Regions from separate parts of the Mus musculus genome. Here region 2 is linked to region 1. Evidence: chromatin contacts called from public promoter capture Hi-C data. All regions are on one chromosome and are shown on one strand. Each heading gives the region's core, a stretch centred on a gene start, on an enhancer-like site or on the middle of the called end of the contact. The rest is flanking DNA. Distances are from core to core; before and after follow the strand shown.

Region 1 (3,860 bases), core at 1,358-3,857:
CTGATCCTCCTGCCTCTACCTTCCAAGTGCTGGGGTTACGGGGGCCGCAGTGGCCTGTTCTGTGCAGTACTGGAGACTGGACCCAGATCTATGCTTTCAAGTTAGGAAGCTTGTTGCTTAGAAGCCTTCCAGAGTTGGTACTTGTGCTGGCTAGATTCAGATTTATGTCAACTTGACAAGCTAAAGTCACCTGAAAGGAGGGAATCTCAATTGAGAAAATGCCTCAATGAAATCAGGCTGTAAGCAAACCTGTAGGCCCATTGTGGGTGGTACCAGCCCTGGGCTGGTAGTCCTGTAAGAAAGCAGGCTGAGCAAGCCGTGCCAGCAAGCTTCGATGGCTTCTGTATCAGCTCCTGCCTCCAGCCCCTGCCCTGTTTGAGATCCTGCCCTGACTTCTTCAGCGATGGACCATGATGTGGAAGTGTAAGCAAGATGAACTCTGTCCTCCTCGCCTTGCTTTGCTCCTGGTGTCTCGCTGCAATAATAGAAACCCTAACTGGGACAGAAACGGTACATACCTGCTCCCCTGGCCCTTGGTGCATAAATACACCATATGGGACCTGTGGGACTGCTCTCTGCCATTCAGCTGCCTTTGCCTGGCTTCAGACTTGTTCTGGGCTTGGCCACCTCTCTTCTGGTGTTGCCTGCTGGGGATGCTCTGCTGTGAGTGAGAGGTTGTGGGGGACAGCCGTGTTGGCTCCTCCAGTATCTGCCTTACTGAGGGACGGAGCCGTGTGTGTTTCCAGTCCCTTGGCTTCTCCTTTGGAACTCTGAGGGGCTGTGTCAACACAGAGGTATGAGACTGAGGTAGTCCTTCCCCACAGGGGAAGGGATGGGCAAATATGGCCATGGCCTTCTTTTTCTGTGCTTTAGAGTCCTCCTGTCTCAGCCTGTCTTCTGATATTACAGGCTGTTCCACACCAGATATCTGTGCTCTTCTGAGGCATAGTGGGCTACCGTATGATTCTTTTACTTGTTTGCTTGTTCGTTTTAATAGACTGGCCTCAAACTTCCTCTATAACCATGGGTGACCTTGAACTCCTGCCTCAACTTCCCAGTGTTGGGAGTGTAGGTCTGCAGCCCACAACCCGTTCCAAGAAGATTATTTTTCATTTCTTGTGAGATAATTCATCTATCTTTTTTTATGGCCTGGTTGGAGGTTCATTTACTGTTTTGACTGGGCTACACTTCCCTCTCCACAGTCTAGTTGTGTGTGTGTGTGTGTGTGTGTGTGTGTGTGTGTGTGTGTGTGTGTGTTCACTCACATGAACAGCCACCTCTCTGTCTTCATAAGCTGGCTCTATATGGGGAAGTCCTTTGCCAACCACACTCAGTACTCACTGTGGCCTCACAGCACATTTCTGGAAATGTATCTTTGCCTGAGCATGCACACACGGCCTCGCCATCAGAGGAGCTGCTCTGTTCCCTGTAGGAACTTGCTCACCTTCTCCCTCTGGGAGACTAAGCAGGTGCTGTCAGAAGCCAGTCCCTCAGGATCCAGAACACACCAGGTGGGGCAGAAAGCAGCCCCCTGAACATTGGCCTAAGGCTGGCATGGTGGCTCTGCCTCCCACCCTTCTGTTTCCCTCCCATAGGGGTGGGTGGACAACATCGCCAGCAAGTGGATGCCACCAGGTAGAACTTGCAGGGAAAGCAGCTAGACTTCCTGTGACATTGCTTGTGGCCAAGGCCACATGAAGTCCATGCTAACTCCAGCGATTCAAGAAAGTTTCCATTTCTGTGCATTTGACTTTGGCTTACAGCTCAGCTCTGGAGCGATCCATGGCGCAATCTAGCGGGGAGCTGAAGGCTTCTAAACCAAAGGCTTCAGAAAGGGATCAATACAATCAAGGTCAAATGTTGGGCTCAGGGGTGGTAAGGACTGTGGCTCCCTGGGACACTTTCCCAGTGTGGCCAATAGGAGGCGCTCAGGGGTTGTCTTTTAGCCAGTAGCCCCAGTAGTACCAGAAATAGTATCCAGAGGGCAGGTATGATATCAGGAGGGTCAGGTTCTTGTATTTCAAACACCTTAATTCAAATCCTGTGTTAAGCCTCTATTGGAGAGAAAGTTTACATAGGGGAAGTCTGAGGTAAAGGGAAGGGCAGAAGTAACAGGGCAGACCTGTACTTCAGAGCTTTCGCTGAGGCACCTCCTTCCACACACACTATCACGCCATCATCGTGGCACTGGGCTAGGAGGGAAGCGACAGACCAGACTCCAGGTTGGAGAGCAGACAGTGTGTATCTGGTGGTATGGGAAGTGCGGCAAAGGCTCTCCAAGTGTGTGTGTGTAGCTCGCTCCCCTGCAAAGGAACATAGCCCAGTTGCAGGTTTGCACTTTGAGACCCTAATGTCTGTCAGAGGGCTGGCTACACTACCCACCACTTTCTCCCACATCAAGAGACACAGTTATCAATAAGACACATTATCAATAAGGCACAGGAATGGGGGAGGGGATACACACACACAAAAAATATTAATGTAGAATTAATTAAGGCTAATTTTGGACATGGAATTCAAATTACTTTTGTTGCGAAAATATTTTGGCAGCCAGGCATGGTTATGCTAGTGACAAACTGTTTTCTGATAGCCCTGTCACCCCTCAGCAGAAAGCCTGAAGCCTCAAGCTGAGATAACACCAGAACCCGGAACAGGAAGTCCTTAGAATCTGACTGCTGTTGCCATGGTACCCACAACTACCCCCAGGAAGCCAAAGGCAGGCTCCCCCAGCAAAGCATCGCCGTAGGAGAAGGGGTGAGCCCCAGGTGTCATGAGAGCGTTCAAGATTCAGGCTCAGAAGGTGCCCAGCCTCCAACTCTCCCTTGGTTCCGAGACCAGTGCAACCAGCACCCCTCTGCTTCACTCTCAACCTCTGTGACCGTCCCCGTGGGCAGCAGGACTGCAGAACTGTAAGTGGGACTGGTACCTCATCCACAGCCGAGACCAAGGGGTCACCCAGTGATGGGAGCTGTTTGCACATAGCTCCACCAGGGCAAGGAGGCATTTCAGAGGTTCCTGGCTGGGAGCTGAAGGAGGGTCACAGACAGCTTCCTCACCAGAGGACCAAGGGAGCAACAACTAAAGCCCACAGAGGGCACAGCTCCCAGTGAGACAAAAATAAAAATACATTTCAGTGCTACTAAGATACTCCTGGGGTTCAAGGTCAGCCAGGAAGACTCTTGTGTAAAAGAAACAGGAGCTAGAGCCAGGCATGGTGGCGTAGGCCTTTAATCCCAGCACTCGGGAGGCAGAGGCAGGTGGATTTCTGAGTTCGAGGCCAGCCTGGTCTACAAAGTGAGTTCTTCTCTACATAGAGAAACCCTGTCTCAGAAAAAAAGGAAGAAAGGAAAGAAAGAAAGAAAGGAAAGAAAGAAAGAAAGAAAGGAAAGAAAGGAAAGAAAGAAAGAAAGGAAAGAAAGAAAGAAAGAAAGGAAAGAAAGGAAGGAAGGAAGGAAAGAAAGAAAGAAAGAAAGAAAGAAAGAAAGAAAGAAAGAAAGAAAGAAAGAAAGAAAGAAAGAAAGAAAGAAAGAAAGAAAGAAAGAAAAGAAAGAAAGAGGAGCTAGGCAGCCACCTCTGAACTGAAATGACCTTTTTTTCTATGGAGGGCCCTGGCAGGAACATTTCTTCATATGCTGACCAGCTCTGTATGAAGTCTGCCTGGAACCCACTCCTCTCTCCTTAGAAGCTTCTGGGCCACGATGAAGATGCAGAGCTCATATGTGGAAAGTTGGCCAAGGGTTTTAGCTGGAGAGGTGCAGGGTCCCTCTGACTTCTGTGTGAAAAACAGGTCAGAGAAGCAGCTATGATTCCAGCCATGAACAAAAGTATGTGTGTGTGGAGGGGGCAGTGTGTGTGTGTGT
Region 2 (3,431 bases), core at 402-2,901, 160 kb after region 1:
GCCTCTGCTCAGCTCCTCTCTCTAACAGGAGTTCTCCTCCTCCTCCTCTCCCCATAGGTTTGTGTGACCCGAGGAATTGCTTGCGGGATATGAGTTCCATAAAAGAGAATTCCGGAGAGAAGAGTATCTGCAAAGGCTGATGGATCAGAGCTTACCAGGGAAGCGGTAGATCAGGTGCTGAGCTATCAGGCAGCCAGAAAGCAGATTTGTTTCAGGTGGAACTAGGGTCCCCATGCATGGCATAGAACCAGAAGGAACACAAGCGCCAGGAGAGCCGGGGTCACAGCACTAATATGAAATATAATGTGGCAAGGGGGGTACCATGGTGAACCCATGTCAAGGTGTGCCTCTGAGAAATTATGCCATGCAACAGAACTGGTATAAAAGGGAGTTTACTGGCAGAAGGGAAGAGGAGAGAGCACAGGGGACAGAGGAGGACCAGTAGACATCTATGTTTCTGTAGTCTGAGGATTCCAGCCAGACACAAAAGTACTTCTCATATCAGAGACTGTGTGTGTGTGCATGTGCATATGCGTGGGTGTGTGTCTCTCTTACCCCTCTCTTACCCCTTGATGTGTGGGACTTGGACGAAGTTGAGGCTTACCTCGGGGACTGCTTTGAGGGGAGTTGTTTTAAGGAATTCTGCACAAGGGAACAACCCGGATGTAGATTAGCGCCCTATCAGCGACTCCTCCTTGAGTCAGGGTCAGCAGCACTCTGCCCACCACCCTGGGGTGTGTTATGGCGAGGTGCATGGGGAACTCAGGTGGGGACAGCACATACTTTAATTCTCTCATCTTCCAATACAAGATTTATGTGTTCTGTGTTGGCCAGGCACAGAGATCTGCCTCCGGGGTGACAGTTGCTCTTCCTGATGATTCTTAGACTCATCTCGGTCCCAAACGTCACTTAAATCCTCATGTGAGAGCTCAAAATAAAACATCTTGTTTTGGGACACCTTGATTTGCCCGAGCGCTGGGACTGCAGGCGCGGGCTGGGCGCTTCTGTGTGGTAACAACGCATTCCCTAACAGCTCAGGGTGAAAAAGTACAAACTGTACAAAGCCCGGTGGCCACGGCATGCTCCCGGTGGCCCTCCAAGTACCAAACCCAGATACCCGAGGCGTGCTATGGCATGCACTCCACCGAAAGCAACTTTAAAAGAGAAGCGTTAGGAAGGTTTACACTGTCATTCGCCAATGCTTTTTGCTTCTCTCACTTGAAACTAGGTCTGGGCACTGGGTTTCTGCCAGTCCTGCTGACGCTGCCTTCCCACGGCGGCGTCAAGTTCACAGCCACAGTCCCCCAAGCTGGGCACCGGTCCATTGCAGCTGTGGCCGGGGTCGATGTGACCGCCCTCCGCACTGGACGACCTGGGAACTTTCCAGGCGATTGCGCAGTGCTAGGCAGGTTTCCCTCTGTTAAGTGCCACTTTGGTCTTAAGGTCTTCAATCTCTGAGGAAAAAGAATCCTAGAATGAGAAACTGAGCCAGCCGGAGGGTGGAGTCGCGGCCCGCCCCGCCTCGTCCCCGCAGGCAGTCCCCGATCGGCCCCCCTCCCGGGAGCGGTGCCCGTCCCCCTGGCGCTTCGTCACCGCCGCTAGGCCAATGGGCTTAACCGTACGGCCGCGCACACTCGCACCCGCTGTCCCCAAGACCCCGACACACCGTCCCGAGCGCGGTTTTTCGGCTGTGGTCCAGCCCGTGGCCGTCGGAGTCGTCATGCAGTCCCTGCGTACCACGCTCCTGTCTTTGCTACTGCTGCTGCTAGCGGCTCCTTCCTTGGCGTTGCCGTCGGGGACCGGCCGCTCGGCCCCAGCTGCCACCGTCTGTCCCGAGCACTGCGATCCCACCCGCTGCGCCCCGCCGCCCACGGACTGCGAGGGTGGCCGCGTCCGCGACGCGTGCGGCTGCTGCGAGGTGTGCGGCGCGCTCGAGGGTGCAGCGTGCGGCCTGCAGGAGGGTCCCTGCGGCGAGGGGCTGCAATGCGTAGTGCCCTTCGGGGTGCCGGCCTCGGCCACAGTACGACGGCGCGCACAGGCCGGCCTGTGCGTGTGTGCCAGCAGCGAGCCGGTGTGTGGTAGCGACGCCAAGACCTACACCAACCTGTGCCAGCTGCGCGCCGCCAGCCGCCGCTCCGAGAAGCTTCGCCAGCCGCCGGTCATCGTCCTGCAGCGCGGCGCCTGCGGCCAAGGTACCCGCCCCGCCCTGCGCTGCACTCCTGGGTGGCTCCCCACTCTCGCCAACTCAGCCCGACCAGTCAGGACCGTCGGGAGGGGATGCGGAGGTGCAGAGAAGCACTGCGGGGTGTTCTAGGCATCCAGTTAGTGGGAGAGAGAGACGATGGGGCTCGGGGTAGCTGTGTTTCAAAGGCTCCCTCCGGCCCTATTTCTGCGCCAAGCATCGGGTCGTTTCGAGAAACGCCAAGCAGGTGCTTTGCGCGCTTTGGTCCAGCACCCCCTGGCCGGGGTGACTAGGCATCGCGCTGGGGAAAGCCGCGTATCATACCAGGGATCTTGGCAATGTTGAGATACATGGCTTTGGGATCGCAAGAACTCTTGTCGCCTTCCCTTCCTTCTCCCTTTCTGCTGAGTCCTCTCTTCTTGGAACTATCTAAGCAGTGTTTTTCTTATAGAACCTCTTCGTGAAAACTTTCACTTTGGGGAGAGGGAACATCTCTGCTCAACTCAGCAAGCATTTTTCTCACCCCGCCTCCTAAGCAGAAAACGATTTAGTAACTCCGGCCCTCTTCCTCCATTGATTTAAATCAACTTTACAAAAACGCCCACGATTTGGTCCTTTTTTGGTCCTTTGGTCCTTTTGCCTGAGTTCAACCAGGTAGTGGACCGTGAAATTTGAGGTAGAGGAGGGGCCCACTGGGGATGAAGAAAAAAATGCACCCTCTACCCTCTCTCTCCTTGTGGGACCTTTCTGTACCCACAAGAGCTGGACGTGGTGGTGGCGACAGGGTAAAGGGGCTTGGAGAACTGCCCAGCTCCCTGCAGGACCTTCCAGAGAAAAGCTTCGGTTAAATCCAGAGATACCCTGTGGAAAAACAGTAAATTCATACTGGCCACTACAGCGCTGTGGGGACCAGCCAGCTGGGCTCCAGTACATTTGGCTTCAGCTACAGGGCTCCTGCCCAAACCTAGCACCTCCCTCCCCTCCGCCCCCCCACCCCCCATGTGGTGGGGAGGACAGGAAAGCACGGGAGAGGGAAAGAGAGATTGAGCTAGATTTTTCTTTATAGGAATATGGTCGCCTATGACCACTTTGAATTTGGCAAAACTTTACTCGAATGCACAGGAAAGTACTCCAGGTGGTGTAGGAAGAGGTGGGCTGGTGTTTATATTCTTACCACAGGAGCACAGGACTGGACCTCAGTCCCAGGAAACTCAGCCTCCATAGAGAGAAGAAAAGGGTTTTTGTTTGT

What was found. Promoter capture Hi-C pulls out the DNA fragments that hold promoters and counts their contacts.
Region 2: a promoter capture Hi-C map of embryonic stem cells shows a contact between it and region 1. The contact joins the promoter of Htra1 here to the promoter of Btbd16 in region 1. A contact is called at or near these places in 22 of 39 promoter capture datasets (the 3T3-L1 cell line, Sertoli cells, cranial neural crest and 14 more), 5 of 15 datasets of contacts at CTCF or cohesin (CD8 T cells, embryonic stem cells, large pre-B cells and 2 more), 30 of 484 Hi-C or Micro-C datasets (CD8 T cells, the HL-1 cell line, bone marrow-derived macrophages and 19 more), 16 of 115 datasets of contacts at active chromatin or transcription factors (the NIH/3T3 cell line, bone marrow-derived macrophages, embryonic fibroblasts and 6 more) and 5 of 9 other capture datasets (adipose tissue, embryonic stem cells, liver and 2 more).

The regions. Positions count from the first base shown.
Region 1 is chr7:130,771,462-130,775,321 of GRCm38.p6, forward strand. It overlaps Btbd16 (BTB (POZ) domain containing 16), which reads left to right and starts at 2,608. Exons shown (of 16, transcript NM_001081038.2): 1 at 2,608-2,909.
Region 2 is chr7:130,934,552-130,937,982 of GRCm38.p6, forward strand. It overlaps Htra1 (HtrA serine peptidase 1), which reads left to right and starts at 1,652. Exons shown (of 9, transcript NM_019564.3): 1 at 1,652-2,192. The coding sequence starts at 1,721.